Regions from separate parts of the Mus musculus genome. Here region 2 is linked to region 1. The links are chromatin contacts, called in public HiChIP or PLAC-seq maps. All regions are on one chromosome and are shown on one strand. The core of a region is the stretch at or near the end of the contact, and the rest is flanking DNA. Distances in the headings are between cores, read along the strand shown. Region 1 overlaps C2cd3 (C2 calcium-dependent domain containing 3). Region 2 overlaps Plekhb1 (pleckstrin homology domain containing, family B (evectins) member 1).

The links. HiChIP or PLAC-seq counts read pairs in DNA pulled down with a chosen protein or histone mark.
Region 2: an H3K27ac HiChIP or PLAC-seq map of stem cell-derived neural progenitor cells shows a contact between it and region 1, with 2.3 times the contacts expected there. The contact joins two enhancer-like sites. A contact is called at or near these places in 7 of 39 promoter capture datasets (3T3-L1-derived adipocytes, the HPC-7 cell line, the SN4741 cell line and 4 more), 3 of 484 Hi-C or Micro-C datasets (LSK cells, bone marrow-derived macrophages and nephron progenitors), 2 of 115 datasets of contacts at active chromatin or transcription factors (embryonic stem cells and stem cell-derived neural progenitor cells) and 3 of 9 other capture datasets (adipose tissue, liver and macrophages).

What each region holds. Positions count from the first base shown.
Region 1 is chr7:100,397,726-100,401,642 of GRCm38.p6, forward strand. C2cd3 (C2 calcium-dependent domain containing 3) reads left to right here. Exons shown (of 33, transcript NM_001017985.3): 8 at 1,943-2,090. Among named protein-coding and RNA genes, the nearest start is that of C2cd3, 27 kb to the left of the region's middle. Within about 2 kb of position 1,701, at least 32 of the 459 cell types and tissues checked have an H3K27ac peak or open chromatin away from gene starts, as enhancers often do. A contact at or near this core is called in stem cell-derived neural progenitor cells, where this site is marked.
Region 2 is chr7:100,643,797-100,647,971 of GRCm38.p6, forward strand. Plekhb1 (pleckstrin homology domain containing, family B (evectins) member 1) reads right to left here. Exons shown (of 9, transcript NM_013746.3): 8 at 1,774-1,873; 9 at 100-1,273. The coding sequence ends at 1,137. Among named protein-coding and RNA genes, the nearest start is that of Plekhb1, 17 kb to the right of the region's middle. Within about 2 kb of position 1,550, at least 25 of the 459 cell types and tissues checked have an H3K27ac peak or open chromatin away from gene starts, as enhancers often do. A contact at or near this core is called in stem cell-derived neural progenitor cells, where this site is marked.

The DNA.
Region 1 (3,917 bases), core at 451-2,950:
TAAGTACCCCAGACTGAAATTTACTTAACAAGATGATCCAGCTCTGCCCAGTTCTAATTTAGCCACCAGTTACCAGGGTCCTCCTGACTGCTAGCCTGTGTATTGAGCTTCATCAGCATTCAGGGCCTGGATTTGAAGGCATGAGGAATGCCTCCAACATCTACACAAAAAACAAGATTCAGGAGGATATTTAGAAGAGAAAAAGGAGAAGAAAAAAATCCCAAAAAATTTAACAAAAAGAAATTAGAATATATCAAGTAAAGTTTAAAATTGGGAACGTTTTCAAGAGTCAATATCTAGATAATTGAAATTCCAGAAATATATGTTAGGAAAAATAAAGGGATCACGCTGAGAGTGGACGACAATTGTCTTATTAAGAAACACAGGCAAAATTCAATACTATAATAAATCATAAACAGATAAGTTAATTCAAAAAATAATTGCAAAACTGAAAAAAATGGAGGACTACATACTGAATAGTAGAGATCTTTAAATTTGTGTGCAGAATAGATGGCATAGCAAACAGCTATGATGGACAGCATAGACCCTCACTCCTTAGTAAAGATGGGCTGGAGAAATGGCTAAGCAGTTAAAAGCACTTGCTACTGTTGCAACCTGGGTTGCTTCCCAGCACCCACATGGTAGGTCACAACCCACCTTAACGCAGGTTCCAGAAGATAAGATTCCCTCTTCTGACCTCCATAGACATGTACTACATCAAACACAAACATGCAGTCAAACACTTATACATTATTGAACTTAAAAAGCCATTATAGGCCGGGCGTGGTGGCGCACGCCTTTAATCCCAGCACTCAGGAGGCAGAGGCAGAGGCAGGCAGATTTCTGAGTTCGAGGCCAGACTGGTCTACAAAGTGAGTTCCAGGACAGCCAGGGCTATACAGAGAAACCCTGTCTCGAAAAAACAAAAACAAAACAAAAAAAGCCATTATATAGGAAAATACCAAGAATCCTTTTTAAAAAGAGCAGTTGTAAAGTTCCAAGCTAGCAAGACAGCTCAGCAGATAAAGGCTCTTCCCCAGCCTGACAGACTGAGTTCTATCCTTGGAGCCCATGTGGTAGGAGAGAATCCACTCCTACAGGTTGTCTGCAAATGCATATACATGCTCACACACACACACACACACACACACGTCTCTAAAGAATAAAAATAAAAGTTTTTGAAATAATATGGAAACATTGTCTTATTTGAAAGTGATGATTGTGCAAATTTCTTTAGAAATTAAAGAAAAACAGTGGTAGCTTAATAGGGAAGCTGAGGAATAGTAAGTATTAAGTTGGGTCAGCACACAGTATTTAATATTACTGCTTTATTATTCATAAATGTTCATTAGATTAAGTTCAATAATATTAAGTTACTGTAAGAGAAAGAAAAATAAAAAATATTCATTAAAATGTTGAGTTTATAGTTATTTATATACTTACTTCCTTAGTTTATAAACTCCTTGTAATGTTTTATTCATTTTTCTATCCAGTATAAAACTAACCATGTCATAATAATTCCAAAGTACATGTGTTTGCTTAATTGAAGGTGTTTTTGTAAATTAGCCATTTTTTTTTACAAAAACATCTGCTTTACAGAATGATAGGTGCCATTTTTCCTGCCTGTCAGGGCACAGATAGCACAGGGGTCCAGCTGGACTTAGGTTAGCCGTCTCTATGGCAACCGTACACACAATGGCCAACAGCCACTTGCTGCATGAGAGCACAGTGCGAGTCAGTAGTGGGGTTTGAGTACTAGTTGACGTCATCCTAAGAGAGAGGAAATAGAGTTGGAAAATGTCACCCAGTAGTCAGTTTAGAGTGCATCCTTAGCGTACGTTCTTTCACATTTAGAATGTTAGGAAGCTTTGCCAGAGACAGAGAGACAGGAGCTCTGCTGAACCTTCTGTTAAGTCCTTGGCTTTGTTTTTCCTGTCTCCAGTGCTGAATTGTCCCAAGGTCATTTCTGGAATGGATTAGGCTCTCCTCCAGATTCCCCGACTCCTGGGAGTGATGAGTACTGCAGCAGTGACCTGAATGATCCTCAGTATGACCAGAGTCTGCTGGAGAACTTGTTTTACACAGTGCCTGTAAGTCATTGAATCTGAAGCTCTACAAGTGGGGAACACGGCACTCAGTAGCCAGGCCTCACACTTGCAGGAAGCTATCATTTTACATATAACTTATGTAGTAATAATTATAGCTGAGGAAGATGATAAAGAGACGGGCCTAGAAGGCACAAGTCTTTTGTTCCAAGGATATGTAGCAAGTGTCAGAGCCAGAATCAGATTCAGAGTCCCCTGCATCCAGAGCCTGTGTTCCAGTATATCCCAGGCTTCCTCAGAGCACTTCTAAGAAACAGCTAGCACAGGCATGCCTTGGAACCCACTGGTATCTATACAGAAGAGTCCAGAACATTTCTACTCACGGGTGACAAAACCCTCTCTGTTGGCTTGTAAGATAGGGAATTCTTTCCAGGCAGTTCTGCTTATTCCAACTTTTTTTTTTTTGTCAAGCCTAATGATCTGTTGCTGGTTTAGCATCTTCTAGACACTGTACATAAGAAGCCTAGTCGCTTTCCATAAGTAGTCTGTCCTGAAGGTTGCTGTCATGTTCCTCGTATAAGTCCAGTTTTTGTTACTATAACAGAATACCTAAGGTAGGCTAACTTTATAAAAAGAGAGGTTTGTGTAGCTCAGTGTAAACTCTGGTAAGGACCACAGTGGCTGCACATCTCATGGTATATATGAGAAAGGGGTCACATCACCAAACAGGATGCCATCACGGCAGGACCAGGTTCTACCATCATCCCTTCTAAAGACTTGTCCTAACAGAACTAAGCATCTCTTCTTCCCTAACGACTTACTGGTCACTGAGGGCCAGGCTTTCTCTATAAAAGCTTTTTGGGATGCACTCTAACTGTATTCAGACCACCACACTTCTGAGTTTCCTTTTTTGTATGTCAGGGGGGAAAAAAAAACATGTAGTAAAAACAAGGTAGTTTATTCTGAATTGGTAGTAAGTCAGGGAGGGCTGCCAGAATTGAGACAAAGTGTGTGTGTGTGTGTGTGTGTGTGTGTGTGTTGGGGTCGGGGGGTGGGGTTAGGCATTTATGATTATATGATATTGTCAGGCAGAGCATAAGCAGGCACAAAAGGTTTAACAGACTTGAGAGTTTTGAAAGGCAGAGAAATGGCTGTCTTAGTTTGCTTTCTGTTGATGTGGTAAAATTATGACCAAAAGCAATTGGAGAAGAAAAGATTTATTTCAGCTTAAATCTTCTGTCAGTGAGGAAGGGCAGGGCAGGAACTCAAGGAGAGAGTAGAGGATCAGCACTTCCTGACGTGTTCCTCAGGCTCACTTAGCCTACCTGCCAGGAACCTCCGTCCTGGAGAGGGTAGTGGTGAGGGGGAGACAGTAGGACTCTGGTGTGGCTTTAAAGTCTGAGGGTCTCTGGACATTCTAGCTTTCTAACTGTACTGAAATGCTGAAGATAACTTCTAGAAAATCCTAAAAACTTTCTTGCTCTTTCTGAGGGTAAAAGGCTACTGACTTGGGCAGTTAACACCTGTACCCTAACAGCAGAGAATTAAGTAATGTGGCCTTTGTTCTATCTCAGCAGGAGATAGCAGGCTCTAACTTTCAGTCCAAAGTCGCAGGACACTTCCAGCCATGATTGTAGGTTTATTACCAAGTTGTAAAAGCTTTTCTATGAAAGCTATCTAAGGGAAAAAAACGAAAAGATCCTAAATGGGGCAAGGAAAAATTCTTTTTCTCATTTCTTTGTCCTCAGTACTTATACATCTTTCAGAATACATGATCACATGTTAAAAAGTTCATCACAAGTTCACACAAAAAATCAAATCATAAATTGAAATAGAAGTTTACAACAAGGAGCTAAAGGGATCTGCAACCCT
Region 2 (4,175 bases), core at 300-2,799, 250 kb after region 1:
ACCAATTCCACATAAACTCATAATGCACTCTACAGAAGATGCTGTGTCACAGAGTTGTCTCAAGGAAACATCCTGGAGGAACAAAACAAGCAAAGCCAGTTCTGGGGCCAATCATGTCTTTATTAGTGTCTGTGCTGAGCCAATGGAGCGCTCACATATGCTAGGAATTTTACTAGGCACTCTAGCAACTGAGCCAGGGATTTTAGCTTTTCTATTGGCAATTGGGACAGGATGATGGAATAGTTTGGAACAGGATCAAATGGAGAGATTGCTTGCTACCTATAGACAGGCACATGAGGGGTTCCCCAGGCTGGTGCCAAGGTGGGTCAGGCCCCAGAACAAGATAATGCCGTCTCCCCCCAGCGGGAAGGAAGAGAATAAGCTTCAGATGTTAACAGTCGAGCTGAGCTCCTGGGATCAGAAAGGCATTTCCTAATGGAAGCAACTTCCTAAGGCCGGAGGTCTCAAAGAACTCACCTCTTCCCACAGCTAGGAAACCTTAGGGTTAGCTCAGCTATCATAGGGAAGCTACAAGTGAGGAAAAGGTGCCAAATTCCATGTTTTGGTTAAGGGTATGTCCTGCCAGTACTAACTAGACAGGCAAAGTATTCATTATAGTTGAAATCAAGAAACTTTACTCCATAAAAAGCCCCATCGTGCCTTTATCCAGCAAGCTCCTTCACATAGAGCTAGAACCACTACAACCAACCCCTGCCACAACACCAAGCCAACTGTTATTTGATTCTTTGGGCACCCAGACCTCGCTCCTTGCCCCGACTTATCCTTACCAGACAGATAACTGTAGCTTTGTTGTTTGCTCTCTTGTGAGCTCCATTCCTCAGACACTTAGAGCCAAATGAAGTTATGTTTGCTATGTGTAGAGAAAATTCACATGTGACTTATGGGAGTGCCTGGCAATGGGTGTATGGACTTTTGGCTATGTCTGTGCCTGAGATGTTAGCTTCCTTTGAGACGGAAAAGAGGATAAATGGTGGGAGTAATGGGCCAAGCGTAGAGGGCTTAATGGGGAGAAAGGGGTCAAAATGGGACAGTTTAGATGGTAGCTAGCAGAGGATCCAGAAGAAAAGGGTCTTCTTGTGTTCTACATGCACATCCAGAAGTCAGAGCCCCAGGGCTCAGAACCAACAAGGCGACCACATAAGTGAACCAAGAGCAGCACCCGTGGCAGCCCCAGCAAGCATGCCCATGGCCAAAGGGGCGCCTGAGCTGTAGCAGGGGTCCTCTCGAACTATCACGTGTGTCACACCAGGACCTGTAAGAAAAGCCACACAAGTCGGGGTCAGTGCCAGAGACTAGTCTAATCTCAAGTTAAGGCATGAACTCATTCTGCTCCCCAGAGGAACTGAGACTTTGAGAGCACCCTCCACTGCAGCCTACAGATCATACATATGCCACGGATGGTGACTATGGGACTGGAGATGGGCTGCAGGAAACCCCAGGATCCCTAAGCCCCTGGGGATCCATGCAGCCCTTGGGAATGGACTCTAGTAACTAAGACCTTGGGAATAGGAAGAGTGTCATTTCTGCAATAGCCACCTGGGGTCGCTAGCAGCACAAGATTATCACTGTTTGGTAGACTGGCTGAGTGGGGCCAGCCCGGAGAGTCTGTTTTGAATCTAGGATCTGGGAGGGTGAGATCTGCAAAATATGTATACCCTCAAAGGGTGAAGCTCAGTCTTCACTGATGGATCATGGGCAAGGCCTGGCACAGGATTGTGGCAGGAGGTAGACTGGCATGCTAGGGGCACTTACCTGCATAAGGTGGCCCATAGTAGCTGCGGACATATGTGGCTTCATGTGCGTTGGGTGGCACCACCTCATAGTAGTCCTGATACGGGCTGTAGACGCGTACCTGAGAAATCCAGTCAGGTTGAATGCCCAGGGACTTCCTGGTCTGGGCTTGGTCCTGACCCTTTCATTCTGTAGCCACCCTCCTCCCCAGGGCTAAAGGGAAAAGGTATGGCCTCCCCATAGATTCCATAACCCTTCTCCCCTAAAACATCCAGCTCCCAATAATGCCTTTTCTCCTACCTTGGCCTTCTATATTGCCCAATTTTCCCATTGCTCAACTTTCTAAGTCTAACAATTCTACAATGCTATTCTCAGAGAAACCCAACTGATTATTCTCCTAGTCAAGGGAAGAGAACTATGGCAAAGCCCTAGGCATGAATTAGAGGAGGACTGGAGCAAAGGAAGAAAAGAGTAGTCACTGAAATAACTACCATCTAGCATCTACTGCATAGCGGGTCCCAAGGGAGGTGCTCCCTAGTGTCACCTCTGATCCTTCAAGGCAGGCATTGCTATCTCCATAGCATCCAGTGCTATGGATGAGGCACAGAGAAGGTGAGAGTCCTGCCTTCCCCATCAGGCTCCTACCAACCTCCCAGATTCTAGCTCAGAAGCTACCCACTATAGGAAGCCCTCCTGGGCTCAGAAGTATTTCTTCCTAGGGTCTCTAACTTGGATAGTACCCCTTATCTTTTCTCTTAACCTTTCTGGCCTGTTCCCCCAAATGTGTGCTACTTAATGGCAAGGCCCTCAACTTGTATCACCTGCAAGGGACAGTGATGACAGGAACCAGTAATACATGCACGATTAGCACTAACTGTCAATCCAAATCTACCACTTTAACTCATGGGGTAGCTGACTTGGAAGGGGTCAGAATCTGTTCTCTCCTGGGACTCCCCCCTAGCCCCATTCTCACTGTATCTCTCACTAGGCTTCACACCAGAATTGCCCAACTCTAGAAGTCCGTTTGTGTCCAACTTAATTAATACAAATGGACTGTGCCCTCCCCCTCCCTCTCTGCCCTGTTCTTCCTGTAAATGTTCTTGTCATGAACTGGAACCAAGAAATCTAGTGGGGCTGGGCAGTGGTGACACACGCCTTTAATCCCAGCACTTGGGAGGCAGAGGCAGGTGGATTTCTGAGGAAAAAAAACAAAACAAAACCCGAAATCTAGTGGGTACCATACTTAAGGGTTCCTTTTCCTTTTTACCCCCTGAGTGTGTGTGGAAGCATGTGTGTTGGTATCAGGACCTCCAAAAACCCGTGACATCACATAGGTAGGACCCACAGACCTGTTGCCAAGGCAACATCCACTATATTCCCAGAATTGGCTCACCTCTCACCTTTACCTGTAATTACGTCATCACCCATATATAAAGAAAGGCCCCCCTGGTCTCTCTCTCTCTTCCCCCCTTCTCGTTCTGCTGCCACCTTGCCCCTCTCTCTCTCTCTCCCAATAAACCTCACATGGAACTGTTTGGCCTGGCATGGCCCTTCTGAAGCTGCACAGCGTTCAAGATCATAACAGTGTGTGCATGTTGAAGTCAGAGAGGTTGCTGCTTGGAGTCTTCCTCACTCACTTTCGGCTTTACTGTTTCAATAGTTTCTCATTGAACTTGGAACTTGCTGATTCATCCTGACTGTCCAGCAAGCCCCTAGCAGCCCTGTTTCTTCTCCCCAGCACTGAGATTATAGGAGAGCAAAGCTCTTTTTACATAGGTCCTGGGGATCAAGCTCAGTTCTTCATGGCAAGAACTTTACTGACTGAGCCCTCTTCCCTGCTTCCTCTACTCCATCTTTGAGACAGGGTTTCCTACGGCCTAGCTTGACCTTGAACTCACTATTCAGATGACATTAACTCCTGATCTTCCTGCCTCCACCTCCCGAGTGCTGGGGTTACAGGACTGCACACTGAGCCTGGCTCTAGAACGTTTACTCTTTGGGGGAAGTGGGTGTTAGATGCATAGCCCAGGCTAGCCTTGAACTCACAATCTCCAGCCTCGCTTTCTGAGTGCTAGGATTAATAGGCACACATTACCAAACCCAGCATTTTCTTTCTTGTGAGGTTGGGGTTTGAATCTAAGGCCTTATGAATGTTAGGCAAGCATGTGCCACTGAGCAACATCTCGATCTCTTAGCACTCTTGTCTTTGCATACGGGCTTTTCACAAGGCCACAAGGTCTCAGGATTTTATCTTCTAAATATGCTCTTCTGACAACCTATTGGCCAATGCTGAGGGAGTTAAGTCATTGGCTTTAGCATCCTGGACATTAGAAGTGATCTTGAGGGGGAAATGTACTTCAAAGGAATGGTTGGGGACAAGTCAGACCAGAAAAGACTGAAGAATCCTTAAGGAAGACAGGGAA